Linked DNA regions of Gossypium hirsutum: regions 2, 3 and 4 are each linked to region 1. The links are chromatin contacts, called in public Hi-C maps. All regions are on one chromosome and are shown on one strand. The core of a region is the stretch at or near the end of the contact, and the rest is flanking DNA. Distances in the headings are between cores, read along the strand shown. Region 1 has its middle 16 kb from the start of LOC107937488. Region 2 has its middle 4.1 kb from the start of LOC107942331. Region 3 has its middle 23 kb from the start of LOC107942331. Region 4 holds the start of LOC107937130 (non-specific lipid-transfer protein 4).

The links. A called contact is a pair of places that touch in the nucleus more often than the background predicts.
Region 2: a Hi-C map of leaf shows a contact between it and region 1, with 5 times the contacts expected there. The contact joins two enhancer-like sites. A contact is called at or near these places in 5 of 34 Hi-C or Micro-C datasets (callus, hypocotyl and leaf).
Region 3: a contact with region 1 is called in a Hi-C map of leaf, with 4 times the contacts expected there. The contact joins two enhancer-like sites. A contact is called at or near these places in 4 of 34 Hi-C or Micro-C datasets (callus, hypocotyl and leaf).
Region 4: a contact with region 1 is called in a Hi-C map of leaf, with 2.6 times the contacts expected there. The contact joins the promoter of LOC107937130 here to the enhancer-like site in region 1. A contact is called at or near these places in 5 of 34 Hi-C or Micro-C datasets (callus and leaf).

The regions. Positions count from the first base shown.
Region 1 is chrA01:74,548,053-74,551,337 of Gossypium_hirsutum_v2.1, reverse strand. No RefSeq gene overlaps it. Among protein-coding and RNA genes, the nearest start is that of LOC107937488, 16 kb to the right of the region's middle. Within about 2 kb of position 1,652, at least 6 of the 9 cell types and tissues checked have an H3K27ac peak or open chromatin away from gene starts, as enhancers often do. A contact at or near this core is called in leaf, where this site is marked.
Region 2 is chrA01:74,218,703-74,222,070 of Gossypium_hirsutum_v2.1, reverse strand. No RefSeq gene overlaps it. Among protein-coding and RNA genes, the nearest start is that of LOC107942331, 4.1 kb to the right of the region's middle. Within about 2 kb of position 1,785, at least 3 of the 9 cell types and tissues checked have an H3K27ac peak or open chromatin away from gene starts, as enhancers often do. A contact at or near this core is called in leaf, where this site is marked.
Region 3 is chrA01:74,237,810-74,240,791 of Gossypium_hirsutum_v2.1, reverse strand. It overlaps the pseudogene LOC107942332. Among protein-coding and RNA genes, the nearest start is that of LOC107942331, 23 kb to the right of the region's middle. Within about 2 kb of position 1,456, at least 9 of the 9 cell types and tissues checked have an H3K27ac peak or open chromatin away from gene starts, as enhancers often do. A contact at or near this core is called in leaf, where this site is marked.
Region 4 is chrA01:74,907,904-74,911,294 of Gossypium_hirsutum_v2.1, reverse strand. LOC107937130 (non-specific lipid-transfer protein 4) reads left to right here and starts at 1,361. Exons shown (of 2, transcript XM_016869954.2): 1 at 1,361-2,114; 2 at 3,355-3,391. The coding sequence starts at 1,766. The coding sequence ends at 3,371.

The DNA of each region.
Region 1 (3,285 bases), core at 403-2,902:
TTGGAGAGTTCTTGGATTACGATACAAAGATTCTAACGAAAAGTCTGCGCAAAATAATGAGAATTAGGGTTTGTATGGATGTTCGAAATCCTTTAAAAAGAATGAAACGAATAGTGTATGGCAGAGACAAATTGACTGACGCTAAGTTTCAATACGAAAGACTTTCTCTCTTTTGTTTTTTATGTGGGCAGTTAGGGCATGGAGAAAGTTTCTGTCCACTACGTATTTTGTTGAGATCGCAAGAAGTCGAATTTGGTTGGGGTATCTCATTACTTACGGCACCAAAAAGGGATGCATTAAATATAAGCAAATTGCATCGAGAAGAACAAAAAGAGGTGATCAATAGTGAATTTGACCACGACGAAATTAGAAGAAGAAGCTTGGTGGGATATCAAAGAGGGGAGGAAAGTAATATCGTGAGAGGTAAAGGCAAAGAAGGGGATCTAAATAGGAGATATCATAGAATTAACAGAACCGAAGAAGTGCATAACATGATAATTGAAGATAACGAATTTACCGAGGATACACCAATCAAACTAATTGATGGGAAGAAAAGGCAAAGGGTCCAACAGATAGAAGAAATTCATCAAATTACCAACTCAAGTCTCTCATCCAATATTGATATATCGGCGGCCGCTAATAAGCAGGCCGACCGGTCACAATGAAAATCTTAAGTTGGAATGTTCGTGGCATGGGGTAGCCACGAACAATAAAACATCTCAAAAATAACTTGAGACGGCTTCAGCCTCAACTTTTGTTTTTAATAAAGACAAAAGTCAATGCAATAAGGATGGAAGCAATAAGGAAGTTCTGTGGATACACAAACGGGATTGATGTGTACGCTGAAGGATCAAAAGGGGGACTTTCTCTTAGTTGGAAGGAAGAAGTCGATGTTAGGTTAAGAAGCTATTCTAAATTTCATATTGATATAGAAGTTATGGAGAATAATGAAGAAGAGTGCTGGCGTTTTACAAGTTTTTATGGCTCACCAGTTGAACAGAAATGGAAAGAATCATGGAATCTTCTCAGACAGTTAAAAGGAAACAACCAATTGCCATGGCTTGTTATGGGGGATTTTAATGAAATTCTATTCTCTTTCAAATAAAGAGGGGGCAGATTAAGGGAGGAAATAAAAATGGTGGCATTTAAAGAAGCCTTGGAAGACTGTGAACTGAATGATTTAGGATTCTCAGGACAATGGTATACATGGGAACGAGGGAGACTTCCAAGCAACAATATTCGTGAGAGATTGGATAGGGGGTTAGCCAATCCATTATGATGGGAAAGGTTTCCGAATTTCTCAGCTTAACGTAAGTGCCATAGTATTTCGGATCATTGTCTTGTAATTTTAATGACGCATGAAAAAGGGAGATTTGAGAATAGTAAACATTTGTTTAAATTCAATGCCAACTAGGTGCTGGAAAACAATTTTGGAAAGGTGATTAAGCAAGGGTGGGATTTAGATGATAAGAGTCTGCCGAAAAAATTAGAAGATCTAAAGTTGAAGTTGAAAATTTGGGAAAAATCAAATAGCAGATCCAGATGGAAGATAAGGGAGAATTTAAAATCACGTCTTAATCATCTAAATAGAGAAGACCTAGATAGCGATATTTTGGCAGAATTAACAGAAGTTAAGCTAGCACTCAACATGGAAGCCGACAAGAAAGAATTGTACTGGGAACAACGGGCAAGAGCTAATTGGTTACGAATAGGGGATCGAAATACTGCTTTTTTCCATAATTTTGCATCCCAGCGTAAAAAGAAAAAATTTAATAAAAAAACTGGAAGATAGAAGGGGTGGATTGGTAGAGGGGGACAATGCCATTAACAAACTAGCAGCCAATTTTTTTCCAAGATCTTTTTTCTTCAAAACCACTACAAAGTTGTGAAAGGCTTAGAAGTGAAATTCAACCATGCATTACAGATTCTCCTAATGAAGAACTTATTAGAGAGTTTAAGGAAGAAGAGGTAGTGGAAGCATTAAAGAGTATAGCCCCCCTCAAGGCATCAAGTAAAGATGGTTTTCTAGCATTTTTCTACCAAAAATTCTGGCATATTATAGGAAAAGACGCTGTTAATTATTGCCTTCAAGTATTGAATAATGGGAAGGATTTTGCGGAAATTAATATAACCAATATTGTGCTTATCCAAAAGATACAAACCCCTATGAACTTGGGACAATTTAGGCCCATAAGTCTTTGTAATGTCATTTACAAATTGATATAAAAATGATGGTTAATAGATTTCGAAGGGTGTTAAAGGTGCTTTTGTCCTAGGAAGATAAATAACTAACAACATATTGATAGCATATGATAGCATATGAATTACTTTACTCTTTAAAAAAAAAAGGGGGAGGCACGGGGTATTTTGCTTTAAAGCTAGATATGAGTAAAGCCTATGATAGAGTGAAATGGGATTTCATTGAAAGCATGATGAAAATGCTAGGCTTTTGCAAAAGTGGATTGAGATTGTAATGAAATGCGTACGAACAGTGTCATACTCGGTTGCAATTAATGGGATCCAATAGTCAGAATTTACACCAAAAAGAGGAATCAGGCAAGGAGACCCACTAAGCCCATATCTATTTATCATATGTGCAGAAGGTTTCTCTAAACTTCTGAACAAGGCTAAAAGGGAAGGACAAGTTGAAAAGGCTAAAGTGGGAAGAGGGGAGCTCGCTATCACTCATCTTTTCTTCGCTGATGACAGCATCTTATTTGGGAAAGCAACAATGGATGGAGCAATGGCAATTAAGGCAGTAATTAATGAATATGAAAATCTCTCTGGTCAGCTAGTGAATTTCGAGAAGTCGTTAATCTATTTCAGCAAAAACGTACAAGACGATATACAAGGGCAGATAGGGGGAGTTTTGGGGGTACGGATTTCAAATAATCCAAAAAAGTATCTAAGCTTACCTACAATGATTAGAAGAAAAAAGAGGTGTTTTCTTGAATTAAAAGAGAGATTCATCCAAAAGACAAAGAATTGGAGTATTCGTAATTTGTCCATTGGGGGAAAAGAAATTTTCATCAAATCAATTTTACAGGCCCTTCCGATTTATGCCATGCAGTGTTTTAAATTACCAGTCTAGGAAGCATTACAACGCGTCAAGTGTCTATCCTTACCACTCGATGTTGAACTCAGATTAGGAGAAATTTGGTAACAAGTGCTTCTAAATGAAATTTTTTTACAGAAAAAGGATAGTTTAAACCAGTTTATCCACTATAAGGACAGAATGCAAAGGAGATGAAAGGTGTTAACGACAGGTTTTTTCTTTCAGTTTTT
Region 2 (3,368 bases), core at 536-3,035, 330 kb after region 1:
CCGACGTTGATTGACTACGTTGTGCTATTAGAACACATCAAGTGCCCCTTTTATTTTTTTTAATATTAATTAAAAATATAAAAAAATTATATAATAAATATAATATTTTTAAAAAATTAAAATATTTTTTTTATAAAATTTTAAAATATATAATTATAAATTTTAAAAAGTTAAAATAATATATAAAAATTATTATAAAAGTTAACATATATTTCAATTCCAATTTTTATAACATTTTTAATTTTAATTTATTATTTTAATTTTTTACAATTTATAATTATATATTTTAGAAATTTATAAAAAAATACTTTTAAACTTTTTAAAATATATATTATAAATGTTTAATATTATAATTTTCTTTGTACAAAAAAATATTATAAATTTTTTTTTATTTTAAGTAAAGCTAATTGCCATGTGACATTTTTCCATTGGCGAAAGTTGCTTAATCAATTTTGTTTAATAGCCGTTACAAAATAGACAAAAGATAGAAAAAATTGATATTTTAAGTACCAAATTGAGATAAAAAATTTTAAATACCAAAATGAGAAAATAAATATATTTTTAAAGTTAAACCGTGAATTGGGTTTTTTTTATATTCCTAATAAAAAATCAAAGAAGGATAAAGGGAAAAGTAAGTGATACATTTTTTTTATATATATTTCATTAAAAAAACAGATATTATTATGTATTTCTCTTTTTTTTAAAAAAAATTGATATGAAGATTATGAAATATATTTTTTTCTTTTATTGATAATGTGTTAGATTTATTTTATTTCTATAATTAGTCCTTAAATTTGTGAAGTTTTGTTGTGGTTACTGGCTCACAATCACTTCTTAAATTAGTATCCTAACAAAAATGTATTAGTTCCTTCTCCCATTTCACTCATTGATTTTCTTTTTCTTTTTTTTTTATATTCATTTAGATCATAATCCATTTATGTTTCCATTCCCAACAAAATTTGCATTAAAGGAAACTGCAGTATAGAGGAAATCGAAAAGCTGCAAACATTTTGAGATGGTTCTCTCTCAAATTTGTTTGTTGTAAAGGGTTGAAATAGTTAAAAGATCACTGCGCATTTCTAAAGTTATTTGATGTTTTAATTAGATTCAATAAATCAAATTAATTTAATTCATTAAGTAGTCAGATAATTTTTACCGTAAGCATTAAAATTAAATAAAATAATTATGCCATTTTCATTTAAATCAAACCAAATAAAAATTAGATGATATAATTTTTCGCATTCAAATTTAAATTAAAATATTGAATCAAAGTAAAAGCTATGAAATATAAGTTATTCTAAAAGTAGACCTTTTTCCTCACATTCCCATGTGGGAGAGATTTTAGTTGCTATCAAATAAGATTAAGACAAGGAGGAGACAAACCAACTTTTCTCAACAATACAAGTATATTTATATTTATATAAAATAATAATTAAAAGTATTTGTTTTATTTTATTTAAGTTTTGACCTTGTCTTTTGGCTGGCGAAGGGCACTGCTTTTTTACCTCCCTAGTTTACTTTCTTTCCAATTTGTTGAACTAAATGTGCGACTCCACCTGATCTTTCTTAATGTTTAACCTCCCTTTCTCTCAATTTCAATTTCATCCCTCTTTTAACTGCCATAGAGTTAAAAGTTACTTTTTTAATTCCTTTCCATATATATATTTTTTAAAAAATTTATTTTGGGTACATTAGTAAGTGCATGAGCTATTTGTTTAAAATCATCCCCCAAAGCAAGTGAAAATAACGTAACTGCCATTCATTTCTATCCGATGAACAAAAAAGGAAAAGGAAACTGCATTAAAAGGTGGGGAAAGAGCTGCCCGTGGTCCCAAACCCAAGATCTAAGCCTTAACCCCTTCATTTATAAATAAATAATAAATAAAGAACCCAGAAAACATAAAATAAAAATAAATAATGGAAACCCTTCTGGGCTGCTTCACCTTTGCCTTTGGCTGAACTAAAATACCCTACACAGGCACAGCTAGTGCTACATATATATACGGGGTTGAAGGATTGAAGGGCGCAAATATGGTGGTCGAGGAAAGTGTTTCTTTTGCTACAACTGCTATTCATTTAATTTTTGGCTCAAATGAAAAACAAAATTTAATGGGAAAGGGCAGTGTGTCCCTCTGCTCTGCCATAGCTGCTGCTGAATCTGATAAAGTGTGAGAGAGAGTGTGTTTTTTAAGTGAATTGGATGTGTTGTTTATGTTTGAGAAGGACCATTGCCTGTCTATAACCATTTCAACTGTGGCACTGAAAAACATGGTGTTTTTATAAGCATTTAAAAGGACACAAATGCAATGAAAATGACATTCCTTTCCCACCCTTCCTCCTCTCTCTTCCTTTCTTTTCTTTTACAACATTCAATTTGGGGTTGAATCTATGGGTCACCATCTTTGAATGGTTCCTTCCTATTTTCTAGCTAAAATGGTCCCCAATATGTGTAAAAACTCCAATACCCCAAAGAGAGGATTTTCATATTCCATGTGTCGTTCATTCATTTATATTTTCATTAAGAAGACAAAAAATAAACATAAGCTTGGCTTAAATTTACATGCAGACCCTTTGAAATTTAAATTTGCCTAAAATCTAACAAGCAATCCAAGCATTATGTTTTGAACTCTTCTTCTTTTTCTTCCCATTATTTTAATGCTTCCGACAAAAACAAAAAGAAAAATTTATAAAGGGAAAAGCCGCATCAACCGGCTATAGTATTAGGGGAAAGATAAATCCAACACCCTTTGTTTTGTTGTTATCCTTAAATTTTTTTTCAATGTTTTGTTTTTATTATAAACTTTACACATTTTGGTCCAAGTATAACGAAAACCCATCGTGAGTTGCTGAGCTAAAATACAACTTACAAATTTTGTGAGCCTCAGCATGTTTTTCTTTTTCCTTTTTATCTTACTTTAGTAGGAAAACCCATCATAGAGAGTTCTATTCTCAATTTATGGTCTAATCCGGTTCAACTTTAAATATAGTCACAACTTGTATATCTCGAAATATATTGCAACAAAACATATATGTCAGTGCCTAATCTAGGATTATTCAATAAGTTTCACACACACACACTCGTATATATAAGACTTGGGCTAGTGGCTAGAAGAATAATCTGAAATGATAGGTTTCTCTCCAAGCTTTATGATGGGATTCAGCATATTTGAAGTCAAGCGGACGATAAAATGTGCCCTGATGTTTAAAACATTCACATGGCATACCTGCAGGTGTAGCAGTGCAATAAGAGGTTGAGAAAATCTCAAGGCATGACCATTTGTTCATATATCTCATATAGATACTGTACTTCACACTGCATTTAATTAAATTGCAATGTCTACCCCCGCCCCCCCCTTTTTTCTATTAAA
Region 3 (2,982 bases), core at 207-2,706, 310 kb after region 1:
CAAATGAAATTTAAATTTATAATTAAATAAATATTAAACCTTTAATTTTACCATTTTAATCAAGCTTTATTTGTTTTCTACATCACCATTAAATAAATATATTTATTAGATTTTTTTTTTCACTCACATAGTTAATGTGTCATAATCTAGTTTATATAATTTGATTAGATTTGACATCACAAGTCAAAGATAACAACCTAATTATGTAGATTATAGAAAAACCCAAATCAAAATTACCGTAGCAAATGATGATTAGGGGCATTTATGACTTTTAAGTTTTAATAAAAAGTAAGGCTAAAAATAATCACCACTTAAAAAACCACTTTAATTTTTCACAAAATATAATTATTATTTTAAAAAAAACTAACTTTTTTTAATTTATTTTTCTTTTAAAAATTATTAATTTTTCACTCACATAAAATATTACTAGATTTCGAGACAGACGTGGAAAGAACAGTTTAATATTAAAAATATATTTATCAAAAATTATTTAATAATTTAAATCATAAATGAAGTGGTAAAGTATTACGAATAAACTTCCATTAGTCTTAAGTTCAGGCAGTAAACATTTAATTTTAGTTGTTTTTCCTAAATATTTTATATAAAAATAATAAGAGATAAAAACTATTATATTAATATTTATTACTTTATTTAAAAATATTTATAAGTAATTTTATTTACCGAATTTGTGTTGAGTATCAACCTCTAAATAAATGTGATATATGAAAAAGAAATACGAAATAAAGCTTGTTCTACTACAATAAAATTATATACAAGTTGTGGTGTTGTAAAAAATATATTAACATATTATTATCATTGCAAATTATACTGCAAAACAAATACATTGTGTTTGTTTCACAAATTGAATCAACTAACTCAGTAAAATTATAAAAACGAATAAATATAATTAAAATATAAAATTAAAAATAAACAATCCACATTTATTAAAAACAAAAAAAACTGCACACTTCTATAATAACTACAAACTAATTTACATATCTATTTTTACAATTTTCTTCAAAATAATTATTTTTCACTTGAGTGAGTCAAATTTTAGTCTACACAAATACCTCAAATTTTTATTTCCAGAAATTCTTTTGCTCGATAAATTATATTTTTTTATTATTAATTTCTGACACCATCTTTTAAAGGGTTAAATAAAACTTTTTCTTTTATGAGAGAAAAAGTAAAATTTTATCACATATTAACTTATAATTTTATTATTTATGAGATTATTAAGGGTGAGTTTGAAAAACTTTTGAAAATATCCATTTCATTGAAAATTTGTAATATTTAATTTTTATGTGTTTGATTATCGTATTAAATTTCGAGTTAATTCAAAATTTTTAATAAAATAAATAGATAGATAACTACTTATCACTTGCAGTGTGTTTAGTTGGCTATAATGCTAAACCATTACAGGTGAATTCAGTGGCCCATCCTTATTCCATTGTTTGGTTGGTTGTAATAGGCTATTACAGCCATATTCTATACAGCCTTATTCAAGGCAAAACTGTCGTTTACCATTCGGCACTCTATCCACGGAATACCCATTCAGCGTGTGTGAGTTTCAACTTTACCCTTCTCTCTCTTTTTCGTTCTCACGTCTGAAGCAACTTCTTTTTTTCATTCTTCCCATTTCCTTCCAACCTTCTCCTCTTTTTCATTGTCACGTCTGAATCATCTTCTTTTTTTCATTCTTCTTCCCATTTCCTTCCAACCATCTCTCTCTTTTTCATGCTTCTATCCTGACCAACCCTTTGACAAACCCTATTGTTTAGTTTTATTTTTCCCTTTGCTCTCGTCTAGCTTCCTGTGAAGGCTAAAGCGGCTCCTTTCTTTCAGCTACCCACGCTTTCAAGCTTCCAACTTTCCCAGAAGCCCCAAGGCTGAAACCGAGAAGAAGACGCTACAAATACTAATTTGGGGTTCCATCGTCAGTTTTGGCTAATACCCTTTCCAAGGTATAAAGCTCTCTTTATTAATTTCATCATTTTATTTCAAGCTTTATGTCCTTAGTTCTGATATGGGTTACTTTTATTCGACTCGTTCATGCTCAAAATTTGGTCCTTTTTGAGTAAATTAGTCGATGCTTTTGATTAGTTTGATAGTGGGTACCATATCATATGTTTCTTTTATGTGAAAACACTGCTTTGCTCCTTTGAATTTGGAACTGGTAGACTGTTGTTTGCCTTTAGTCTGCTATATATATATATATATATATGCTGTGGAAAAGTTATTGGCATTTGTGCTATTTTTTATCCTATCCTTTTATTATTTTCAGGCTTTTCTTCTTTTCTTTTTTCTATTGGTTTTCAACCAGAACATATACTTGTTTTCTTTAGAGTGTTGAAGAAAAGATTGCTCAGCATGAAAAAGATGGGATAGTAGTAACAAGGTGCGCTTTCTAGGCTTTGGATGTAAGAGCTTATCTTCATCTATATTTTTCATGATTATTATCATAATGTCCTTTCTGTTAATTTTATTGTGATTCTATTTCAATGCTTAGTTTTTGTACTGTTTTATATGTTAAACCTGGTTCTGTGGTTTGCTTCTGCTTGTAACATTCTCAGTTCTACTTTTTGACATTTTCTGCTTAGATATGTATATGTTTATTTGGTTAGTTGTAATCATGATTATTTATTATTATTGTTATTGTTTTTAAAGTGTTTTAGAGCATGAAGTTATTCCCCCAATGAGAAACCGGTTACCATTCTTCTTATTAGAAAAATGATGGGAAAACGTTGAAACTTGTTTGTTACAAGAAACATTTGAGTATGATGGGAAAACAACTTAAACCAATAATGGTCTTAGTATGTTATTTCTGAAACAAATCAAGAAGGGAATGGGATGTTTTATGAGGTAAAACCATAAAAGGTGTCATAAGACAGATTGCAGGGTATCACTCCCTTCCGATTATACTCTTTATTTATATATAGATGCGACTTTTTTACAAAAGGGTAACAAATAGGAATGAGGTGG
Region 4 (3,391 bases), core at 112-2,611, 360 kb before region 1:
ACAAGTTAATGTGATAATAGGGGTTTTAATTAGAAAGGTTTCAATTAATCAACCTAGAGTTAGTTGCTCTTATGCTCGAAAGAGATATTAGCATAATTTAGTGATTTCTACAAGTCAATGTGTTAAGTGAAGAAATTGTGTAACTTTGATTGCTGGTGGAAGATTAAATCTAAACGGATTCTTTCCTCGGCATTGTTTCGTTTCTTGTTTGTTACTCGATTATTTTCGCGTTTTGTTCTTTGTCGTGTTCGTTAGTTAATTAAATTAGCTAATTTTAGTTTTAATAGATCATTCGAATTATTCAGTTAAATAATAAAAAGACAATAATTACAAGTACTTGTAGTTACAATTGATAGGTGCACTTGTCTTAGTTAAAATTTAAGTTAACCTCGTGACCATCAGTTACTTCCGTTAACCAATTTACCAAAAAACCTAATTTCACTTCTTTCACAAACTAGCAAATTTAAATAAATAAATAAACACAATACAAAAAAGCTACTAAAAAATCTCCTTAGCTAAAGAGAACAATTAGTGAAAAGAAAATATTGAAGTGCACTCAACAATTAGTAAAATCAAAACTCTGACATTAAAATTTAAACAGTTGTTGGACCTTTCATTATAATATTTTTGTCAAAAAATTAATATCAATCTCAAGACTAGAAATTTGTGGTAATAGTGAATAACATATATTCTCTTAATAATTTATAAAATAAATATTTTATTTTTAATAGTAAAAAAGTATATTAAATTTAGAAAAAGGTATAAAATGAAACAAATAGTAATTATGTAATAAGATGTAGAGAAATGATTGTATGAAACTGTAATTTCATGTTATCTTTATCCCTTTCTAATGTGAAAATGACAAATCAGATTTTTCCTCTTGATTTTTAACTTTTTTCTCTTGAAAAATTTCATATCCAACTAAAAATGCAGAAAATCAAGAGGAAAAATCTGATTTGTTATTCTTCCGTTAGAAAGAGACAAGAATAATATAGAATCACAGTTTCATATAATCATTTTCCATAAGATGTGTTCTTTTAGCTGGAGTGTGTTTTAGGATAATAATGACTAATAATTAGGTTGTAATCCAATTTGCTTGACTCTTAGATTTAATTTCAGATTTTTGGTTGAAATCACTAAATATATGTTGTTTTAATTATTTTCTACTTTGATTTTCATTGATCATGCATGGCGTTGTTATGTAAGAAACAATATAGGTTATATGAAAGCATACAGGAGAGCACATACATCATGTATATGCTTTTCTTATTGAGATAAGGTCATATCCAGCAGTAGGTTAATAAGTTTAAGCCACGTATAGTCTATTATATTTCAATATATCATAGTGGAGCAAATTATTGAAAGTCTCCAAGCATGCCAAAAAGATAACGGAAACCCTTCGATGCATATGTTCACACTGCCAACTACCCTAAGGCAACCTGAAGAAGAGAACATGCCAGAAAATTTAAACAAAAAAGCCAAGGAAATAGCATTTATGAACCAAAATCTACCAAAGTAACAAGCGATGGATCTTTTCAGTGGGAACATTCAACTAATCATTACATCTTGAATAATCTAAGGGAAGAAGAAAACACAAAATGCTTCCACGTAAGTCTCCCACAACCACCGCACTAAACCCAAATTTCACCACCCCTAAGGCCAAACCCACCCCCCCCTTTTTTTTAAATGTGTGTATAAATATGCATTGGTGGAGGTCAGCAAAATCAGTGTGGGAAAAGAGTGAGTTTCGCAGAGTGTAACAGAGATGGCTTTGAGCTTGAAACCTTATTGTCTGGTTGTTTTATTTTTGTTTTGGATAAGTTTGAATGCATTGGTCAGTGATGTAGGTGCAGCAGGAGGGTGTGGGAGGACCCCAATCAGGTCGGCTGCAGCAAGCTTAAGCCCATGCCTGGGAGCGGCTCGGAATGCAAGGGCTAAAGTTCCTCCAGCTTGCTGCGCCAAGGTGGGTGCCTTACTCAGGACTTCTCCAAGGTGCCTTTGTGCTATTTTGTTATCACCATTGGCAAAGCAAGCCGGGATCATGCCTGGGATTGCTATTGCCATTCCCAAAAAATGCAATATTAGGAACAGGCAAGCTGGCAAAAAATGTGGAAGTAAGTACACTACCCCATTCTGTTTACTTTTTACCCTCCTTTTTTCCGATTTTAAATTCCATATATACCAATACTATAACAAAAAACGCCGTAATACAGTAGTTACTGCTTTGCTCTTTATCTTTTGAAAGTGCTGTTTAAATTTATCCAACTTTTACATAAACTAATGCCACGTTTTGGGCTCAAGACTGGCAAATGGTAGGTTATTTGCATATTTCCTTTTGGGGCTTTTGAAAATTAATAGGATAAGCCTCAAGTGATGAGTGGTCCAAGACACCCTCATTCTTTTCAATGGGCTTTTACCTTTTTTTCCCATTTACTTTAACAATGAGTCTTTTAGGAATATAATAAAATCCATATTGTAATATAATTTAAGATTAATGACAAATTTGGTTATTAATGTTTATATTTTTTATCAAAATGGTCCTAACTGTAATTTTGAGTATTTTTTGGTCATCAATCTTTGTTTTTTCTTTAAACTATTTTTTCTAACAGATTTGATGAAAGTACCATTAAAAAAATTAATGTAGATGATATGAAATATTTTTAATGAAATGTAATTTATTACTTAAGTAACACAATAAGATAATTACATGTAAAAAATAATAAAATAAATAAATCACACATGAAATTAAAAAAATAACTCTTAATTTAAAGAAAATAAATGTAATTATCTAAAAAGGATTTCAAAATGAATGCATACAGAGAGGTTTCAAAAAGATAATTAATAAATCAAACTGAAAATACTAAATGTGTGTATTCATTTTGAAACTTTCTTTAGATAATTACGTTTATTTTCTTTTAATTAAGAGTTATTTTTTTAACTTCATGATTTATTTATTTATTTTATTATTTTCCACATGTAATTATTTTATTAGGTTACCTAAGTAATAAATTACATCTCATTAAAAATATTCCACGTATAAAATTTCACATCGTCTTGTTATTTGACAAAATATGTAAACGTTAGTGGCTAAATTTGTTATTAAGCCTATAATTTAATAATATCTTTTTTTATGTCTAGAAACACTAATTAACCCTAAACTCTAAAGAAATCCCACTATTTTCACTTTTTTACTTGATTGGTTGTCAAGAAAAGAAGTGAAGCAAAAAGTAAAATCCTAAATTTAAAGTGCATAATAAAACACTACTTAATTACTTTTTTTTCCTTTAAAGGTTTTATTAATCTTAATTATGCTAATATGCTGAGGCTAACAATTAAAATTTTGATACTTTTCAGGGTACACCGTCCCATAAGAAAGAAACCATGAAGGAGA